Regions from separate parts of the Mus musculus genome. Here all the other regions are linked to region 2. A link is a contact called in public Hi-C, HiChIP or PLAC-seq and promoter capture Hi-C data. All regions are on one chromosome and are shown on one strand. Each heading gives the region's core, a stretch centred on a gene start, on an enhancer-like site or on the middle of the called end of the contact. The rest is flanking DNA. Distances are from core to core; before and after follow the strand shown.

What was found. Promoter capture Hi-C pulls out the DNA fragments that hold promoters and counts their contacts. Hi-C and Micro-C count contacts between places; a contact is called where the count stands out from the background. HiChIP or PLAC-seq counts read pairs in DNA pulled down with a chosen protein or histone mark.
Region 1: a promoter capture Hi-C map of pre-B cells shows a contact between it and region 2, with 4 times the contacts expected there. The contact joins the promoter of Ppp1r16a here to the promoter of Txn2 in region 2. A contact is called at or near these places in 3 of 39 promoter capture datasets (hippocampal neurons, liver and pre-B cells).
Region 3: a contact with region 2 is called in a promoter capture Hi-C map of hippocampal neurons, with 7 times the contacts expected there. The contact joins the promoter of Zfp647 here to the promoter of Txn2 in region 2. A contact is called at or near these places in 1 of 39 promoter capture datasets (hippocampal neurons) and 2 of 115 datasets of contacts at active chromatin or transcription factors (bone marrow-derived macrophages and forebrain).
Region 4: an H3K27ac HiChIP or PLAC-seq map of embryonic stem cells shows a contact between it and region 2, with 2.8 times the contacts expected there. The contact joins the promoter of Rpl8 here to the promoter of Txn2 in region 2. A contact is called at or near these places in 1 of 39 promoter capture datasets (erythroid cells) and 5 of 115 datasets of contacts at active chromatin or transcription factors (astrocytes, embryonic stem cells, microglia and 2 more).
Region 5: a promoter capture Hi-C map of pre-B cells shows a contact between it and region 2, with 4 times the contacts expected there. The contact joins the promoter of Mfsd3 here to the promoter of Txn2 in region 2. A contact is called at or near these places in 2 of 39 promoter capture datasets (liver and pre-B cells) and 2 of 115 datasets of contacts at active chromatin or transcription factors (astrocytes and forebrain).
Region 6: a contact with region 2 is called in a promoter capture Hi-C map of liver, with 5 times the contacts expected there. The contact joins the promoter of Nol12 here to the promoter of Txn2 in region 2. A contact is called at or near these places in 4 of 39 promoter capture datasets (hippocampal neurons, liver and pre-B cells) and 1 of 115 datasets of contacts at active chromatin or transcription factors (pancreatic cancer cells).
Region 7: a contact with region 2 is called in a Hi-C map of B cells, with 12 read pairs. The contact joins the promoter of C030006K11Rik here to the promoter of Txn2 in region 2. A contact is called at or near these places in 2 of 39 promoter capture datasets (cranial neural crest and liver), 1 of 484 Hi-C or Micro-C datasets (B cells), 3 of 115 datasets of contacts at active chromatin or transcription factors (astrocytes, forebrain and pancreatic cancer cells) and 1 of 9 other capture datasets (liver).

Annotation. Positions count from the first base shown.
Region 1 is chr15:76,670,370-76,673,153 of GRCm38.p6, reverse strand. It overlaps Ppp1r16a (protein phosphatase 1, regulatory subunit 16A), which reads right to left and starts at 1,511. Exons shown (of 12, transcript NM_001358933.1): 1 at 1,392-1,511. It also overlaps a transcript of Foxh1 not described here.
Region 2 is chr15:77,927,459-77,930,390 of GRCm38.p6, reverse strand. It overlaps Txn2 (thioredoxin 2), which reads left to right and starts at 1,397. Exons shown (of 4, transcript NM_019913.5): 1 at 1,397-1,484; 2 at 2,437-2,699. The coding sequence starts at 2,437.
Region 3 is chr15:76,924,128-76,926,827 of GRCm38.p6, reverse strand. It overlaps Zfp647 (zinc finger protein 647), which reads left to right and starts at 1,380. Exons shown (of 5, transcript NM_172817.3): 1 at 1,380-1,452.
Region 4 is chr15:76,902,731-76,905,430 of GRCm38.p6, reverse strand. It overlaps Rpl8 (ribosomal protein L8), which reads right to left and starts at 1,360. Exons shown (of 6, transcript NM_012053.2): 1 at 1,322-1,360; 2 at 981-1,128; 3 at 751-892; 4 at 395-613. The coding sequence starts at 1,118.
Region 5 is chr15:76,700,129-76,702,828 of GRCm38.p6, reverse strand. Mfsd3 (major facilitator superfamily domain containing 3) reads right to left here and starts at 1,287. Exons shown (of 5, transcript NM_027122.3): 1 at 479-1,287; 2 at 38-185. The coding sequence starts at 1,160.
Region 6 is chr15:78,933,527-78,936,226 of GRCm38.p6, reverse strand. It overlaps Nol12 (nucleolar protein 12), which reads right to left and starts at 1,294. Exons shown (of 6, transcript NM_133800.3): 1 at 1,152-1,294. The coding sequence starts at 1,237.
Region 7 is chr15:76,722,287-76,725,255 of GRCm38.p6, reverse strand. It overlaps C030006K11Rik (RIKEN cDNA C030006K11 gene), which reads left to right and starts at 1,411. Exons shown (of 3, transcript NM_145472.2): 1 at 1,411-1,601; 2 at 2,037-2,085; 3 at 2,273-2,969. The coding sequence starts at 1,440. The coding sequence ends at 2,718. Arhgap39 (Rho GTPase activating protein 39) reads left to right here. Exons shown (of 12, transcript NM_001168288.2): 12 at 80-1,271. The coding sequence ends at 274.

The DNA.
Region 1 (2,784 bases), core at 262-2,761, 1.3 Mb after region 2:
TCCACACCTAAGAGACAGGAGAACCGCAGCAAATTTGAGGCTAGCCTGAGCTATACGGCAAGTTTAAGGTCAGCTTAGGCTACATAGTGAGACCCTATCTCAAAAACAAAAAGTAAAGGAACTGGTGAGATGCCTCAGAGCTTGAGAGCACAGGTGGCTGCTTTTCCAGAGCACCAGGATTTAGTTCCCAGTAACCACAGGGTGGCTCACAACTACAAAATGACAGTTCCAGGAGATCCACAAAGATATCCTCTAACCACTTACACGTGGATCATGGCATGTACCCACCCCAAAACGATAAATAAATAAATAATACTTAAAAGAATTATTCCTTAAAAAAAAAAAAAAAGAGGCGGGGAATAGGAAGGCCTGAGCCAACAGGGAAGGAAGTCAAACCAGGCCTTAGGAGAGGAAAACCCTCCCCGCCTCCCGCCCCCCCCCCCCAAAAAAAACCTCCTTGGGCAAAAACTAGCAACAGAGGCAGACTAGCAGCCCTTGAGAGACCTGAAAGTCCCATCACCATGACAACATGAAGCCAGCGGGTTAGGGCAGGTCTCATTAGGCCTCCAGTCCCTCAACCCAACCGGCTCTCATGCTGAGCTAGTGGCAGCTTTGGTTTCCATGAAGTGAATCAGGTGGCCTTCTAAAGAGCCAGGGTGTTTAAAGCAAGACAAAGCCTCCAAAGAAAACCCCAATCCTATAAGGGAAGACCTAGGGAGCAAAGACACCCAAGAGGGCTCACTGAGGTCTGCCCTCTCGCCTCTACCTTCACCACCCAAGTAAGGATATGGAAGAAAAGTGGAGCAGTCAGGAGTCAGCTAACTTTGCTCTACCTCCCAAGCCAATACACACTTCTCTTCTGCACCCGTAATAATTAATCCTCCTTGTCTCTAGCCTCTAGCACTGGTTCCGTCAGGAACCCAAAGGAGCCCAAACAGTTTTCACAAGCTCATTTACATTCCTCTCCCAACCACAATCCAGGAGGCACAGCCTCCAGAAAAGGGGCACTTGAAGCCGTAAGAGGCTCTAGAGTGTGCTTTGACTGAACACCAAAGCCCACATGAAGCACAGGAAAGTCCCTTCGCGGTCCTAAGGTCAGAATGAAGACTGTCGATGGATTTGCCCGACCAACAGGTTGCAAGAACTTCCTTCACTGATAGGTTTCACAAAAACAAAAACAAAAACTAACAACAACAAAAACCCACCCTCCGCTGGCCGCCTCGCTGGCGCCCCTTCTGCAGGCCCCTCACGACCCGCTCCATTGCCGGGCCAGCACCGGGCCGCAGAAGAACCGGCGCTGGCTCACCCGCTATGCCCCGCCCAGCCGTGCTGGGCCTCCCCCGCGTCCCCAGATAGACCCGACCCTCACTCACAATCGCCGGCCTTCTCACCTGGAACCTCCCTGGCCGCTCCCTGAACCCGGCCCGGCCGACCCTGGAGCCCGGCGCTGCTCCAGGCGCCACGGGGGCGGGCCCCGCGCCCATCCTCGCCATGGCAACGCGACACTTCCGGCCCGAGGTGTCCCGAGCGGAAGCCGCGGTGCTGGGCGGGAAGGCTGGGCGGGAAGGCTGGGCTGAGTCGTTTTGCGAGGGCGGGGCCTAAGGAGCGTCCTCCAGGGACAGAGTCATCCACTGTAGATTGACAGGGGCGGGGTCAGCTCCGGTAGCTGATTGGTTGATACTGTGGAAGATTTTTTTTTTTTTTTTAATTCCCGTGCTCTATTCTGTGGTACTAACACCCTGATGTCCGGGGTAGGGCGGGAAGGGCAAATGTTCAGGTGTTCCCGGAAGGGTGATCTTTATTTATCCTATCCTTTGATTAAAGGGTAGGAGTCCCTCGTTGCTCGAAAGAGGATGGGCAGCAGTTTGGGTGATGGTTGGACCCTGGGACACTGTGATCAGGGAGAAGCAGTCCCGATGAGGAGCCTTGAATGTCAGTTCAAGGAGCCAGGCTTTAACTGGAACCAAGGAAGGACCAGTGGAAAGGGAGACCTCAGACTTGCAGGAGAGAATGTCTTCTTTAGTGAATAGGTCTGAGGCCATAGGGATATTTGACAGGTGAGACACAGGAACTCTCAGCTAGAGCTCTGAGGACGAAAAGCAGAGGGGCAGGAGGTGATAGGATTGGGGGTGGGGAGGGGAGACAGATGAGAGCTAAAAGAAGAATCTGAGATAAGATCACAACCCAGCCAGGGGCAGAACTGTCAGAGGAAGTGAAGTCCCACTGTGCTCATCCTCCTTGTGTGTCCCCATTCCCTCCTCCACTCATGACTGTACCTTCCTTGGCACCTGCCAGGGTCTCTGTCCTGTTGATGGTACAATGGGGAGGGGCTTCACAGGAAAAGGTGAATTCTCAAAAGCTTTTAGTGCTCATGAAGGTCTTGGATTGTTGGCTCTGACACCAACCTCTGCCATCAGCGCTCTAATCAGACCCTCAATGCAAAGCTGCCCATTGTAGTAGCCAGGAGAACTTAGAACATAGATGGTGACTGAGCCCAAGAATAGAGCCACCAATTAGATGGCCATGCCTATATGGGCACCTACAACATACTCATGGGAAGATCACTTAAGTCTCTGTATCCTCCTCTTGTTCCTGAGGACAGACTCTATTCCCTTTTTGGTCCAGAAGGTCTGTCAATCTGTATCCCCACCCCCATCAAGTCCTGAGCAGACTCCCCACCTAAGGCTTGACTTTTTTGTTTGTTATTGTTTTTTCTTTTTTCTTTTTTTTTTTTTTTTTGTTTGTTTTTTTGAGACAGGGCTTCTCTGTATAGCCCTGGCTGTC
Region 2 (2,932 bases), core at 148-2,647:
GAAAAGAAACAGATAACAAAACAATGAACAGAGACTGGTGGCTGTCAGTTGCAAAGACGAGGGCTGACCTCCACTGGAGCAGACAGAAAAGGGACCCAGAGACAGTGCAGAATCTAGTACCTAGTAGCACTTTTCTCAGAGAGCTCTGGGAGAGCCTTCCAGGCACAACTGCAGATGTAGAACACAAAGACGCCTCAGCAAACCACTAATTATTGAGAGAGTGGGTTAAAATAGGGTGGTAGATGGAGTCCATCTGCTGGGACACATCACATAACCCCTCTGACAGAAACCACTTGCTGAGGTGCGCAAAGATTCTCAACTTAGTGTCTATTGAACAGCCTCTCTGTGCTGGGCATTGTACCAGGTTGGCGCTAAGTATATGCAGATGAGACAACCACAAGTCCCTACTCTCAGAAAGAGACGTTGTCCATGTGTTCTGGAGGATTATAAAGCAGGCGCTAGTGAGAAGAAAGCAGTACTATTCAGAGAAGATAAGGTGAGCAGGTGTTCTAAGTACCCAGAGACAAAGTTCAAAGTGAGCAAAGGTATGGAAGGGAAGGTGGACAGCAACGTGTTCCCCGATCGTAAGGGGCTGGAATACTGGTTACAATATGCATAAATGAGGGACTTACACCTCAGTCACTCATGCCAGTGGGAATGGAGAGAAAGCCCTACACTTTACCTTGGATAGTGCTTCCTTGACAGTTCCAAAAAGTAAGACATGACAGTACAAAAGGTAAGGGCTTTAGAAGTACCGCCAGCCCTTAGGGGCAGAGGGACTTGCTCAATCATAAGAAGTTAGGTTGGGCAGAAAAGAATCAAAAACGGCAGAATAACCCCTTAATGCGACATGTGTACACACACACACACCACACACACGACCGGATCTCACGTAGTTCCTAAGTATCGAGGATGACTTTGAACTCCTGAGCCCTCCGGGGTCCTGGGATTAGGTGTGTGCCATCACACCCAGTTTACTTGGTATTGAGAAGCCAGGCTTTGGGTGTGCTAGACAGGAATCCAATTGAGCCATAACCCCAGCCCGGGAATCTCTTCCTTTTAACACTAAGCTTCTGTCGAGAACAGAGCTTCCTCGGCATTAAAGTGAACACAGCCTTCCAGCCCTTTCCAGAGCTCAGATCCAAGGGTGGGCAATGCCAAGAGGCGCAACACAGCAGGAGCTTGTTCCAAAGCCACTCCTTCCTTCCCGCCCTCTCACCCATCTCCTCCCTCACTGGTCCCACACATTTTCCGGTCCCTCCTCCACGATCCCATTCCTTCCGGTCGCGCCCCTTCAGCCCTACATTTTTCCGTCCTCCTCATTGGTGAAAAAAACCGAGCCGCCCCCAAGTTGCAGAGAAACGTCGTCCGCATAGTCTTTCCCGGAAATGACGCTAGACCTGCCCCTGAGGAAGTGACAACAGGAGTGCCCTTGACGGGCAGGCCGGCTGGGCTCTGCATCCCTCTGCTCGCACTGCCGGGAGGTAGGAGCCCTTGCGGGGTGGGCTGAGCCGGGCTGGCGGCGCGCTTCTCTGCAGGAAGGCGATCGGCAGGGGGATGCCCCTAGAGGGAGGAGGTGGCCTTGGCAGCTGCACGTCCTGTGCTCCCAGTCTCCCTGTCCCCCACCCTCCCCAACACGTGTCCATTCTTTGGGCTTCCCTCCGTACACATGCCACCCGCTTCACTTTGGTACCCCATGGCCGGTTCCTACGCCTCTCAGTTCCTCCTTCCGTAGTTGGGAGTCTTCTTCGCTCATTCTTCGACAGCTTCCCTTTCCTTAATTTCCCATAAAAACACTTTTTTAAAAGAATGACTGATAAAAATTTTACAGACGGCCTTGGGTTCCAATTAGCTGTACTTTAAAAACTGGCCTACGTTGGGCATGGCACTTAACCTACCTGTTGCCCTGAGTATGGACGGTATTATAAGGTTTCTTCAGAGTTGATCAGAGAGAGCCAGTGATGTGTGTGTGTGTGGGGGGGGGGGGCATTGGGCTATACACAGTGATGTAAGGCACTTGAGCCTTGTCCCTCCCTCCATTGACCTTTTATAATTCCACCTCAGCCTTGATTTCTTTTTGGCTGTCAACCCAGTTTTTCTGCCCTTCTAACTTAACGTCTATTCAGTGATGCTGACTCCTTACTCACCTCTAGATATTTTTTTTTTGTTGTCGTGGGGAGGTTTTAGAGACCAGGTTTTATTGTCTAGCCCAAACTGACCTTGCCTTATATCACCTGCCTCGCCTCCCAGGAGGAGGATTGACAGGTGGGCCCCACCACACCTGGCCTTTGAAAATCATATATTACAGTATTTCCATGCATCTTGCTTCCAATTCTGTATGTTCCCAACACCTCATTATTCCAGAATTCTTTGTTTTCCTAGTGTGTTGACTTCCTATTGCATGGCCCCAGCTCTTCCTGCCTCTTGCTCCCACAGATGGCTCAGCGGCTCCTCCTGGGGAGGTTCCTGACCTCAGTCATCTCCAGGAAGCCTCCTCAGGGTGTGTGGGCTTCCCTCACCTCTAAGACCCTGCAGACCCCTCAGTACAATGCTGGTGGTCTAACAGTAATGCCCAGCCCAGCCCGGACAGTACACACCACCAGAGTCTGTTTGACGACCTTTAACGTCCAGGATGGACCTGACTTTCAAGACAGAGTTGTCAACAGTGAGACACCAGTTGTTGTGGACTTTCATGCACAGTGAGTACTGGGGACAGTAAGAGATGGAGGGTCTTACTTAAGTATTTATTGAGGGCTCACTATGGCTCTCTACCATGTGTAATGCTTATCTACATACACTCATTATGAAGACTTTTGAGACCCTGTGCCTGTCCTTAAGTATGCAGTATGGTAGGAGACAGATTGATGGTCTTCCTAGCACACTAGGAGACATGCTGCCTCATGCCTACGTCCTGTATCTCAGTGCCCGAAAA
Region 3 (2,700 bases), core at 131-2,630, 1.0 Mb after region 2:
CTCCATCACCCTGATCCACAAGAGCTGTTCTTGCTCCCTATCTCCCAGACATTTCCTCCTCCAGCCCCATGCTTTGTGTGTAGCCTCAGCTGTCCTGGAATTTGTTCTATAGACCAGGCTGGCCCCAAACTCACAGAGATTGGCCCTCTGACTCTGCCTCTGCCTCCTCTGCCTCTGCCAGTATTTTGTAACAGAAGACACGTAACCACTACAATTAGAGAAATAAAAATTGAAGCCATAACGGAGGGTAGGATCGAGTGCTACTGAGATACTATATGCTTATACTAGAGTCCCTGACTTTAATTTCCAGCAGAGAATATGTGTGCATACAGGGCCACTAAGGGTCAGTCTGAGGAGCTGCGCACCACGGTATTTTGTTGTTTTATCTTTTGAAAGGGCTTCTCAACAGGTCAGAACCTGAAGCTTGCCAGTGACTCTAGACTGGCTGGCCAGAGAGCCCTACACAGCTCGGCCTTGTTCCGCCTCCCCTGTGCTGGGGTTCTAAGCAAGCACTATTACACCCAGCCTTTTCACATGGATACGAGTGATTAAACTCAGCCTCGTGCACGTTTGTCAAACACCCAGTCTGTTGTACATTCCTCTAGCCCTGGAATAACTCAATTTTTTTTAAAGATTTATTTCATGTATGTGAGTACACTGTAGTTGTCTTCAGACACACCAGCAGAGGGCATCAGATCCCATTACAGATGGTTGTGAGCCACCATGAGGTTGCTGGGAATTGAACTCAGGACCTCTAGAAGAGCAGTTAATGCTCTTAACCGCTGAGCCTCTCTCCAGCCCCGAATAACTAAATTTCTAAAAGCCTGCTTACACCAAGTGTGGGCAAATACAAACAACAATTGGAACTGTCATACACTGCTAGTCTAGGGAATGTGTTGATGAGGACACAAGACAGACTGGCCGTCCCTTAAGAAGTTGAACACACACTACACTGTAAACTAAACCCAAGCAGCCCGAGTCAGCCTGATGGGTCTCGAGACCAGTGGTCCAGGCTGCCTGGCCACCAGGGAAATCGCTAGAGGGCAAGCACAGATCTTGGCGGAAGTGACCGAAGGCCCTCGGGAGAAGAGGGGCGGCAGGGAGGGGGCGAGGCCGGGAGGCACTCGGATTTGTAGGGACTGCGGCCGCCGCTTCCGCTACAGCCTCAAAGAGCAGGCGCGGTCCGGGTCAGCACGCGGTCTCTCTAGGCACAGCGGAGGCCTACGCTCTCGGTGGCCCCGGGGCGCAGGGCATCAAGTCCTGCAAGAAGAGCTGGAGGCGGACGGCCATCCGATCCTCCCGCGTCCCGGTCCGGGACTTGGGGTGGGGGTTGGGGGTGGGGACCTAGGGGCGGGGTCCCCTGAGATTGACGACTGCGCAGACGGGGCGGGACGGCCCCTTTGTCTTAGGGAGCCGAAGCTGCCGCCACAGGGCGAGAGGTTGCGGCAGATGGTGAGTGGCGCTCTGTCGGCTGCGCGGGACCCTCTCCTTCATCCGCACCCAAAGCTCCGCGCCCTCGCGTATGCCAGCCCTTCCCCCCGATGGATGGCTGCGGCCGGGCTGCTGACCCAGGCTGCACCCTCCGGTCCCTCGAACCCTCCAGGCCCCTCCCCGGGACCCTTCGCGGTGGCTCCCGCTAGCCCGGTCCGGAGTTCAGACGGTTCTGATGTGCATACGGTTTCCTACTGGTTGGTTAATTTGGTTTGGCTTGGGCAGTGGATGAGGTTTTGTCTGGTGAAATAACCGCGTCCCAGACTGCCCTGGAAGTCCTGGGTTCGCACGATCCTCTCCCATAACCCGGACTACAGTCAGGGCCACCATACAGCATTTTAAGTCCCATGCATCCTCAGCAGCGAAGGACATTTCTTGTCAAACTGAAGGTGCTCCGCTCTGCTCCCCATTAGCCCAGCTTCTTCTTGGATTTGTTTTATTTTTCTGCTGTTGCTCTCTTGTTACTTTGCAAAGGCCCCTTTTAATGGATGACAACTTCTCTAACGTGGCATTTTCTTGTTTAATTTTTTTATATGTATTTATGTGCTTTGCCTGCGTGTGTATCTGTACTGTATATCATGTGCATGCCTGGTGCCAACGGAGGCCAGAAGAGGGCATCGGGTTCCCTGGAATTGGCTGTGAGCCGCCATGTGGGTGCTGGGAATCAAGTGTGGGTCCTAGACGGGGGAAAAAAACGTGTGCTCTTAACCGCTGAGCCATCCCTCCAGCCTCCACATGTATGGCTCAGTTAGACACCTGAATCTGGATGTGCTGATGAGTGCTGCCATCCCCATCTCTGCCGCTTAGTAGCTTACTTGGTGAGTTCCAGGCCAGTAAGAGACCGTATTTCCCCGCCCCCGCCCCCCCCCCCCCCAATGGTGAAAGGTTTCTAAGGAATAACACCTAAGGTTGTCTGCTGGCCTCTATGTGCTTGCTGATGTGTAGGTACGCACGCACACACAGGAAAATTGTATACAATAATAGCTCCCTTGTATGTGGGCGATGAAGTATGGGCACAGCTGTATTCTCTAAGGCCAGAGAAGGACATTGGATGTCATGCCCACTGGCCCATCTCCCCAGCCCACAGTAGTTCTTTTAAATGTTACTCTGCCTAGCATCCTGACATAGTGAATGCATAGTGACACTAGAAGCAGTTTCCTGTGGAGCTCTCTAGAATGATTGGAATCAGGCACTCCTACTAATGCGTGT
Region 4 (2,700 bases), core at 111-2,610, 1.0 Mb after region 2:
CTACTGGTCCTATCTTTTCTAAAATGAACCAACTAAACTCAAGTGCAGGATCAGAATTCCTAGGTCACAGTGCACAAAAGTGTCAAGCGGTGTAATCTTTTTTTAACCTAATTTTATGTATACACAGGCATCTTTACCTACATGTCTGTATCCATACACATTTATACAGTGCCCAGAGACCAGAAAAGAATCAAATCCCCAGGACAGGAATCAGTTAGTTGTTTACGAAGTAGGTATTCTAGCACTCTACAACTAAATCCCCAGTTGCATTCTGTTAGTCTTCTCCCATGACCAAGAAAATAAGCAATGTGGTTCTATGGCCTAGGCCCAGCAGCTGGCAGTTCATATGCCGACCACCCGCGTCTTCAAGGCCCCACTGCCCTCCCGCACTCACCAACAACGGCTCTGTTGGCAGAGGAAATGACCTTCTTGGACCCCGAAGGCAGCTTCACTCGAGTCTTCTTGGTCTCTGGGTTGTGGGAGATGACTGTGGCGTAGTTCCCGGAGGCTCGGGCCAGCTTGCCCCTGTCCCCAGGTTTCTCCTCCAGACAACACACGATCGTACCCTCAGGCATGGTGCCCACGGGCAAAACATTGCCGATATTCAGCTGGGCTGTGGAGAGAGGGGGCAAAACGACTGTTAACGCTAAAAGCCATGCCAAACCCACACCGATCCCAACCCACGAAGCTCAGCTCAGCACCCAAAGTCCCGGGCCCAACCCTTCCTTCCTTCCCCGCCTGGAGGCTCACCCTTCTTGCCGCAGTACACGAACTGTCCAGTGTGGATCCCCTCCGCTGCGATGAACAGCTCTGTCCGCTTCTTGAATCGGTAGGGATCCCGAAAGACGACTTTGGCGAGGGGAGCGCCGCGGCCAGGGTCATGAATGATGTCCTACGGGTCAGGGTGGTGTATTGTATTCTAAGGCCTGCTCGAGACGCCCGGTTCCCCGCCTGCTTAACTCCCGCCGGTGCCCTCCTACCTTTACGATGCCTTTAATGTAGCCGTGTCGCTCCGCGAAGTCCACAGCACGTAGGCGCGCGGCGCCCTTACGGTGCTTCACGTGCGCACGGAAAACAGAACCCGCGCCTTTCCTCTGCCCTCGGATCACACGGCCCATGGCGGCGAGTCTGGAAATGGTTCGAGTTCAGCGTCCAAAAAAATCCCCAGCCTCCTGCCAGCCCCCAAGGCCGAAAGCAACGCCATCCCTCCCTTCTGATCCTGGACGAGTGGGCCAGGCCGCATGACAGACCGCCAAGTAGTTAACGGCGGCGGATGGCGGTGGATAATTTCAAAACCCGCAGCGGACAGAGCACAACTTACCTGCCGGCAAGCAAGGCCGAAAGAGGAAATAGACGGGTCAACGCAGCCTTATCTTCCGGGGCGGGGCCATAACTCCGCCCCTTCCCCAGCGCAATGCCTGTCGGGTCTTGTAGTCACATGCAGGTGTCCTGTGTGTCTACCAAATTGCTGAACCAAGGCAATTGCTGAAACTTGTCGTCCTGGGGAGAGGCAGACTCTGAAGAAACCGACTCAAGAGTCTTACGGAGGAAGGGCGGGAGAGAGGAGGCTTCAAGAGGTGGAAGGATTTGTCCAGGGCAACGCCACGCAGAATCTTGAGCTTCCGAGCTGGGCCCAGACGGAGGAGATTGGATGTGCAGACACTGGAAACCTAGTGCTTTGCCGAACTAGAAGATTGAAATTTGACTGGGTCAGGCGGAGTTCCAGGACAGCCTGGGCTAGAAAACAAGTTCCAGAACAAGCTAGGGCTACAAAGAAAACCCAGTCTGGGGTAGGGGGTTGGGGGTGGAGGGGAGGAAGGAGGTGAAGAAGAACAAGAAGATAATGATTGGGATTTAAGAAGGTCACCTGCGGAGTTCTCAAGATGTCTGGCAAAGAAGCCAAAAGTTAGTGGCCTCAGCAATTGGAAAGAGGGTGGGGGCAATGACCCTGGAGAGCTAAAGCGGGGAAGGAACGCAGCGATGCAGGGCGATAAAGTGGCACAGAGCCCCCCAAACAGAGGTTCTTCATCTGAGTGAAACCTAAGTAGTCAATGGCATAAACGTGTAGACTGAGAGGGAGGTAACTGAGGGTCAGGGTCCCAATTGGTAAGAGAGGTTTGTCAGAACTGGGAGATTTTACATGGCAGAGGCTAAAATTGACATATTGAGGAGGAAGGGACATGGGTTGGTGATCTGACACACTGAAAAGAAGAAGGGACAGGCCAGACGTGGTGGCACATGCCTTTAATCCCAGGGCTTGGGAGGCAGAGGCAGGTGGATTTCTGAGTTCGAGGCTAGCCTGGTCTACGGAGTGAGTTCCAGGACAGCCAGGGTTGTACAGAGAAACCCTGTCTCGAAAAAACAAACAAACAAACGAGGAAAGAACACCGAGTTATCGTCATGGCTCAAGTTCCACAGGATGCTGGTGCACAGGGTATTCCAGAAGGGTAGTGGAGCTTTGGGTGGCAGGGTTCCAGGACTTGCAGAGTGGTAAATCAAGCCACCCAGGGGCAGGGTAAGGAGTTGAGTCAGCCCAGAAGAGAACCAGAATGAAAGATGCCTATACAGAAAAGTCTGTGGGAGGATGCCTGCTAGTGCTTTGTCTTGTGAACCGTGCAGGGCATAGGGCCCTGCCAGCACTAGGGTATATCTCAGCCAACCGGCCCACAGGACAGTTTTGTGAGAGTCTGTAAATGTATG
Region 5 (2,700 bases), core at 38-2,537, 1.2 Mb after region 2:
GGAATTGAGGGTCAGGCTAGGGTTGGGGAGTGCTTACCAGTGCCTGGCCAGTAGAGCCCCACCCAAGGAGGAGCCAGCAATGGAGCAGGTCACAGCACCCAAGCCACTCCATAGCCCCAAGTCTGAGGCAGAAGCACCATGGTCCAGCAGGAGAAGTGGAAACAGGCTGCCAGCACCCTGCTCACCTACAGGAGACCGTAAGCAAGGATGGCCCCAGTCTTTCTTCCAGGAGCCTCAGTACTCCAACCAGTCAGGCCCCTGGTCCCCTTCATTTTCATGGGCCCCAGATGTTAGAAGAGAAAGGGCTGGGCATTGGCTGGAGCTGAGGGAAGTTAAGAGGTGAAACAAAACTGAGCTACAGAGCTCTGGGCTGGTATTCCAGCATAGGGCAGTCCCCTGAGTGGGTTTCAGGGCCCTAGGGACCAACATAGAGTTTGGGCTCTAAGCTCGATGGTAACTAACTGCAGGCCTCACTCACCCAGCTTGTAGGTGAGCACAAAGCCCGCTGTCCAGAGGGTCCCAGGCACAGCCAGCAAATCTTGTAGAAGATAGGAGCTGTGGGGTGTATGCTCTGAGGCCTGAGGCCATGGCAGCCTTCCCAAGGCTGGTGCAGCCCAGGCTAAGGCAGCAGCCAGCCAGTAGGTGGCAGCTAGGAGCAAAAAGAGCAGTGGCCAAGAGAGAGTGGGGAAGAGGACCAACAGTCCACCCCCAGCCAGTGCTGATCCCAGCTTGTAAGCGACCACCTGTACAGTGTTCCCAGGTCCCAACTCCTTTGGCTCTAGGAGTTGCACAGCGAGTGTGTCCAGAGCCACATCCTGCACCGCTGCACCCAGATTCAGCAGCAGTAGCAGCCCCATCACGGTGGTAGGTAGCCCTGTTTGGCCAGCTTGCGGAGGAGGCAACACAGCCAGCAGTCCACACACCAAGCCCAGGGACAGTGTGCTGAGTGTTAACCAGACCCGCGGGGTGCCCCGCCTGTCCACCAGCGGTGCCCACGCCAGCTTTAACAGCCATGGAGCATACAATCCCTTGGTTAGACCCACGCGCGTTAGGGAGAGGCCACGGGCCCGCAGTAAAATGGGAAGCAAACTGGACTGCAGTCCATAGGGCAGACCCTGCACAAGATAGAGGCCGGCCAGCGGCAGCAACTTCCCATGCATGGCCCGTTCGTGGTGGGATCGGACGGCTCAGGATGAACAGTCAGGGTCTGGTCCTCCTACATAGGGCCGGGGACAGTCAGGCTGTAATCCCGACACGCACACTGGGACCAGAAATCCCGGAAGTACCGAAGCTGGGAGAAAAATGCGGAGCGATAGACCGGTCCTATCGCATGGTGGGACCGCAGTCTTGCACAGCCCATAACTACCGGCATGCTTTGCGCAGGGGTCAGGGTGAGGGAGAGGCGGGGCAACCCGGGCTGGGGGTGGAGCCAACCCCCTACTAGTCCTCAATTGGCCTAAAACCCAAATGTTAAGCAGGTTACTGATACCTACACAGACCCAAATCATCTGCTCTGGCGCCCCTCGTGCCAAACCTGGACACGACAGCCTGCTGCTCACAATGCCAGCGGGTAGATGTGAGTGGCTAGGAAGGAAGCTGAGGTAACAGGCTGGTCTCAAAGGTATCTTCCTGTCTGCTGAATGGATACCAGATCCGTTCCAGAAGAAGCATTTTCACTTTAGCGGTTTTTTGTTTGTTTGTTTGTTTGTTTGTTTGGTTTTATGTGTGTGTGGATAGGTTTTCTTTATAGAACTTACTTTGTAGACCAGGCTGACCTCAAACTCAGTATCTTCCTGCCTCTGTCTCCCAAGTGCTGGGATTAAACGGGTGCGCCACCACTGGCGGGCTCACCACGCCCAGCTCCCGAAGCATTTCTAATACTTAGCTCACAGAGCCAATACTTTGCCCCACAATGCATTTAGCACTGCTCCCCATTCCTTGCTGAGACTGTGGCTTCAGAGCTGCCCCCAGGTCAGTGACCACAGAAGCAGGAGTTTTGTGGGGAAGGGCAGGACCTAGTCAGCTATTGCCCGTGATACCCACTTCCTTTTCAGTATTCAGTGAGGGTAGTTAGTCCAGACCACGTGATTCTGGCTCTGCAGGGAAGGCTCATGCCCAGTCTCTCCCCCTTCTCAGAGTTGTGCCCTCCCAAGTCCACAATGAGACTGTTAAATGAGGCCTTGGGTTAACTGACTCAATTATAGTAGATAACTGGGTGGAACTTCTTTTGTGTTTGGACACAGTGTCCAAGTCCTAGCACCCTGGCACTGCCTTGCTTCCACGGAGGGGCTATCCTGCCACTTCCAGATAGTCTCAGGATCTAAGTGTTCACATCTATAAAATGGGTTCTACTTTTGGGGCATGATTGTAAACCCCTATAATTTTGCTCTTCAGGCTGAGGCAAGAGAAGAATGAGTTTAGGTTGCCCTGGATACCTTAGCTGTTTAAAGGGGTGGCAGGCAGGATATAGTTCAGTGGTCCTGAGTCCAATCCCCAGTACCACAAAACTTAGGGGATGGAGGACGGCTTTGCCTACCGCAGAGGAACACTGCAGACCAAACAAGTTGAACCCCAGCAGTGTCTACTGTGCACAGGGGCTCATCCTGAGCCTCCCAGTCCAGGATGTATCTTTCCATTAGCACACATCTGCCCCAAGGGTTCCTAAATGTGCTTTGCAAAAGGACCTCCCCTGCTCTGCTC
Region 6 (2,700 bases), core at 45-2,544, 1.0 Mb before region 2:
GCTGGACCATCAGAGTGTACTTACATAATAATCCTGGGTGGTATAACCTACCACACACCTATGCTGGAAGCTATAGTCTCAGTACGCGCTCCATCACTAACCAAACGTCACCTAGCTCACCTGGCCTTCCTGCCCCTTGCTAAGTACACAAAAGGCCAGGTGGTCAATACACAGAGCTGGTGGTCACTGTTCCCACACTGGCAAACTTTATTTCATAGGAGTCACTTCTAGTAAGGCTTTCTAATAATGCCTTCACCCAGACCCCAAAACTCTTTCACTGAACCAACCAACAACCAGTCCTCAAGGCCACCTGACTCCTGAACCCACCTGGGTCCTGTGTGGCGGGTCCTAGGAGTGCCCCCACCTTCCTGACTCGTGCTTCCTTCTTCCTGTCTAATCTCTGCTGTTCCTGAGTTTGCTGTATTGGAAGTTAATTACGCTTAGTACCTTATTCGAGCTAGGCAAATGGTCTAATAAATTAATTCGTTTATATTGTCTTGGAGACAGGGACAAATTGTCCAAATGCCCATACCGTTCTTGAACTTTCCCGCACAGGGTTTTACTTTGCAATCCTCCTGCCTCAGCATCCGGGATGGCTAGGATTATAGGTCTGCACTACCAGGCTTTGCAATTACGGTTTCCGTTGGTACACTACACCAGGGGTTTTAACTGTATTTTGCTACTGTTATGGATCGTAATGTAAATATTATCTCTTTTCCGATGGGTTTAAGGGGGTCGCGACCCACAGGTTGAGAGCCATCAGACCACAAGGTGCTATTTACGGTGACACTAAAAAGCAGTTCAGCCTCTGGTCTCAGGCTTGGCTGGCACGCAGTCTGGTGCGTGAATCAATGAACTAAACCTCTCTCATCCCATCGGCTCGTCCTTCGTCAACAACGACTGGGAGCCAGCTATGGGCTGTGACAATAGACGGCGCGGCACTCCGGTGGTCCAAGGCGCAGCGCTGAGAGCCGTAAACAGCGAGGGAGGAGCGGGCGACTCCATCCCCCGAGGTGGGGAAAGAGGAAGGCGAGCTCCAGCTACATCCAGGGGCGGGGCCGGAAGAACCCTCCGCGTGGGCGTGCGCGCCCTGTGCCTGGCGCGCTTCCCCCGGCAGCCCGACGGGAGTCTCTTTCCACCCTGCCACTCACCGCCGCTTCTCTTCATCAAAGTTGAGAACGAGCCGGGGCCGCCGGTCGTCTCCATCTCTTTTCTTCTTCTTCTTGTTGCGGCCCATTGCAGTGAAGCTTCCGGCAGCGTGGCCGCTTCTGACTTTAAAACACTTCCGGGTGTAGCAGTTTCAGATTTCCGGTAGGGCGCTCTTCGTGGCCTTGTTCCACAGTTCCGCAGATTTGGCTCCACCTTTTAAAGGAGCCTCCCGTCCTGCCTCAGCTTTGGTTCAGGTCTTCTGAACAATCCTCCCAGAATGGCTTCGGTGAGAACTAGGCTCCCCGATTCCATCATCTGACCTGCCTCGAACAAGCGCTCAATCTGGAGTTATTTATAAACCGCTAAGAATTACTGAACTTAATTGAATTCAGATGTCAACTCTTTCATGATTTCCTTGAGCGAGGGAAACTGCCTAGATGCAAACACTGGTATTCCTTTACAAAGTATGTGACTCAAAAGCAATTGCCCCCCTTTAAAAAAAAAAGATTAAATCATAAATTATGGGCTAGGGGAGGTGGCATACATCTTTATCCCAGTACCTGAGAGGCAGAGGCAGGTGGATCAAAGTCAGCCTAAGCTACACAGTGAGTTCCAGGACAACCAGAGCAGAGCTAGACAATAAAGAGACCCTGTCTATAAATAAATAAGTAAGATTAAAAAAATACTGTGCCTAAGTGAGTTTAGGTCTACTGTATGAGGACCTACAAGGCCAGAAGACGGTATGAAATCCCCTGCAACTAGAGTTACAGATGGGGGCTGGTGAGATGGCTCAGCAGGTAAGAGCACCCGACTGCTTCCGAAGGTCCTGAGTTCAAATCCCAGCAACCACATGGTGGCTTACAACCATCCCTAATGAGATCTGACTCCCTCTTCTGGTGTGTCTGAAGACAGCTACAGTGACTTACATATAATAAATAAATAAATCTTAGAGTTACAGATGGTGTGTGAGTCATGTGGGTACTGAGAATCAAACCTTGGTCCTCTATAAGACAAGTAGGCACTGTTAACCATTGGAGTCATCTCTCCAGCCCCCAAATTGCCTTTTTCTTTGTGTCTCACTTTCCTATTTATAAAATAGAGATCATTGTAGTGACTTTGTAAGGCTGTAAAGAGGTGGCCCTGGAACTCTGGCATGCACTTAAAGGCTTGCTGAAATCCAAATTGAGGGTTCAGGGTTCAACACACTTGGCAGGGCCCCAGAATGTCCATTTCTAGAACATTCTCTGGTGACCCTGAATATTGCTCCTGCGTGCAGCAAACTGAGAGCCGTGACTGTGGTGGGACAAGTGTGTCGGGTCAGAAGTGCATAACACAATATTCTCCCAGACTCAGTTGGTGCAGAGGGAAATCTCTGAGTTCGAGGCCAGCCTGGTCTACAGAGTAAGTTCCACGACAGCCAGGGCTACACAGAGAAATCCTGTCTCAAAAAACCAAAGCCAAACGGGGTGGGGGGAGAGCAGGGATTGTGCCAGTGATCAAATGTGAGCTAGATTGTCTGAGCTTTGGTGTTTGGTCTCCCTTCCCAGCTTC
Region 7 (2,969 bases), core at 162-2,661, 1.2 Mb after region 2:
TTGTTCAGCTCATCCCCTAATAGCTACGCCTACCCTCCACTCTGCTCTCCTCTCCCTTCACCCGGACCCCCTCACACAGGTGTTCGTGCAGCCAGCCAACGTAGCCATCACCAAAATGGACGTCAGCAACCTGGCTATGGTGATGGCACCCAACTGCCTGCGCTGCCAGTCGGATGATCCTCGCGTCATCTTCGAGAATACACGAAAGGAGATGTCCTTCCTTCGAGTGCTCATTCAGCATTTAGATACCAGCTTCATGGAGGGCGTGCTATAGCACGCGGGCTATGGACGCCTGCTAGGGTGACACCCGGGAAGGTGGGAGGGAAGGCCCCAGCGCGAGGCAGCATGCCAGGCCCCGCCAGACGCCGGCCCCGCCCTAGGCCCTCCCGGGGCCAAGCAGCCGCGCCATATCTCGCGGCCAGTTCCTGCAGGTACCGGCTCGCCCTGCCAGTCGCAAGCCAGCCCCGAGAAGTGCCTTCTGTTTCCCGGAGCCGAGCGACACTGCCCTCCTGGTCGGCTGAAGCACATACCGCGTTGCTCAGGGCAACAGGACCTTGTCCCCTCTTCAGGGCAATCCTCCACCAAGGCACTCTCGCCCTGATCCCTCCCACCCTAGTCTAGGGGCCTCTGGCTGGGGCCAGAAGGAGAGTTAGAGGCGTTCTGGAGAGCTGTGCTGGCCACTACTAGGACTTGGCTCCGTCGGCTCGATGCCTAATAGGTCTTTGTGCAAGGGGAGGCCCCAAACCAAAGCCCTCTGGGTTAGGGCCAGGGCTAGGCAGGCTTTCTTGGGGCGGGTGAGGGAGGGCGAGAGGTTTTTTGTTTTTTGACTACAGAATCTATCCGATACCCAGCCTACTTGTGTATAAAGATATAAATAGAACGACAGAACTAAGTTTGCTAAGGACATAGTTTTAACCAGATGCTATTTAGCTCTTGAACTGCCATTGCGGTCCTCGCGCTGAGCAAGTTAGCACCACCCTCCTTTGACCTCGCGGCCTCTGACCAAACTCCACACACGGGCGGCGCGTGGATGAGACCTGCCTGGACTCGTTTGCGTTTTCCATTCTGGAATCTGAGTTCCAACAGTTGTCAAACTTCATTTCTCCTGTTTATATATATATATTTTTAGAGTTTTTATTTATTAAAAACAAAAGTCCCGTCATGCGGAGGTCCTGGCCTCTCTCTCCAGGGCCTCTCGGCCGCAGGCGCTCCCTCGTACGTGTGGCTCGAGGGGACAGTGCTCCGTGTGAATAAAGTTCAAGTGCACACTCGCTGATTGTGTTTCTTTCAGGTTACTTCTGACAAGGGGGCGGGGGAGTCCACGTCTGGCAGCTACTTCCGGGGGCGGGATAGACAGCTCCGCCCCTCCGAGCACGTGTTGCCGGCGGAACCCAAAGCCCCAGGCACAACACTGTGTGATCCGCTTCCGGTGTGGAAGAATGTGGCCGCCTAGTGGGGCAGTGCGTAACTTGGCTCTAGTCTTGGCGAGGTCGCAGAGAGCTCGGACCTGCAGTGGGGTCGAGCGTGTCTCCTACACACAGGGTCAAAGCCCGGAGCCCAGAACCCGCGAGTATTTCTACTATGTGGATCACCAAGGCCAGGTGTGCCTGGCGTGTGACAGAGGGAGGAGACCTGAGGGGACTGCGGAATCCATCGGCACCGGGTGGGGAGTAGTTCTAGAGGCGAGACCTGGGATAGGTGCTACGCGTGGCTTTGAACCTTTCAAAGCCCAGGCTGGAAGAGTTAATTCCGGGGCCTTCCGCTTTCACCGCATCGTAATCCCGCGCACACTAGCCTGTCCTAGCAGCAGTCCCAGAGCCGAGTGCTTGCTCGCGATTGCTAGGGACAAGCGGCTGTCAAACCTGCTGTAGAAAAAGGGGTGAGGGCTGCAACCCTGGAAACCTGTCTGTAGATGTGGGGAGAGTCCGCAGGGCCCTTCCACATGCCCCCCTGAACACATTAGACAGAAAAGCAAGGACAGCGAACACCACCGGCTTTCTTGCCAGGACTTACTGTCCACTGTGTCCCTTCTGCAGCTTTTCCTAGATGACTCCAAAATGAAGAACTTTATCACCTGCTTCAAAGGTATTGCTTACTGCACTGCTCCCTCGTGTCTCTCTCTACCCTTCAGGGCCTCGGCTCCCCGACTCTGAGGGAAGGCACCATCCACGAGGGGGGGCCGCTGTCTCGTGCCAGTGCTGGTATTCCCAGGAAAAGGAGCGTGTCGGGGAAGCTGGGTCACCGAGCATGATCGTGCCTTTTGTTCCCACAGACCTGCAGTTCCTGGTCACTTTCTTCTCCCGTCTGAGACCCAACCACAGCGGGCGCTACGAGGCTTCCTTCCCCTTCCTCTCGCTTTGCGGCAGAGAGCGTAACTTCCTGCGCTGTGAAGACCGGCCAGTGGTCTTCACGCACCTCCTGGCTTCCGACAGCGAGTCACCTCGTCTCTCCTACTGTGGCGGTGGCGAGGCGCTGGCGATACCCTTCGAGCCGGCTCGCTTGCTACCCCTGGCGGCCAATGGGCGCCTGTACCACCCGGCCCCGGAGCGCGCAGGCGGTGTGGGTCTAGTGCGCTCGGCCCTGGCCTTCGAGCTCAGCGCTTGCTTCGAGTATGGGCCTAGCTCCCCTACGGTCCCCTCTCACGTACACTGGCAAGGTCGCCGCATCGCCCTAACTATGGATCTGGCCCCGCTGCTGCCCGCTGCCCCGCCGCCCTGAGACTCCAGCTGGGGCTGTGTGGGGAGGGTTAGAGCAAACTCTGGGTTTTGTAGTACTCGCAGGTTACCCCTCTGCTCCAACACTCTAGATTAACTTAGATGTCCGCTGTCACCTGCACGCTGGTGACTGAGAGCGCGTGCGCGCAGAGGTGAGCCCAGGGTGGTTGGCGCTGTCCAAGGTTCTGGTGCTGCCCTGCTATCCTCTGTCCCTACAGAGGTCCTCTCTCGGCCACCTCTAACCCTTACACCGGC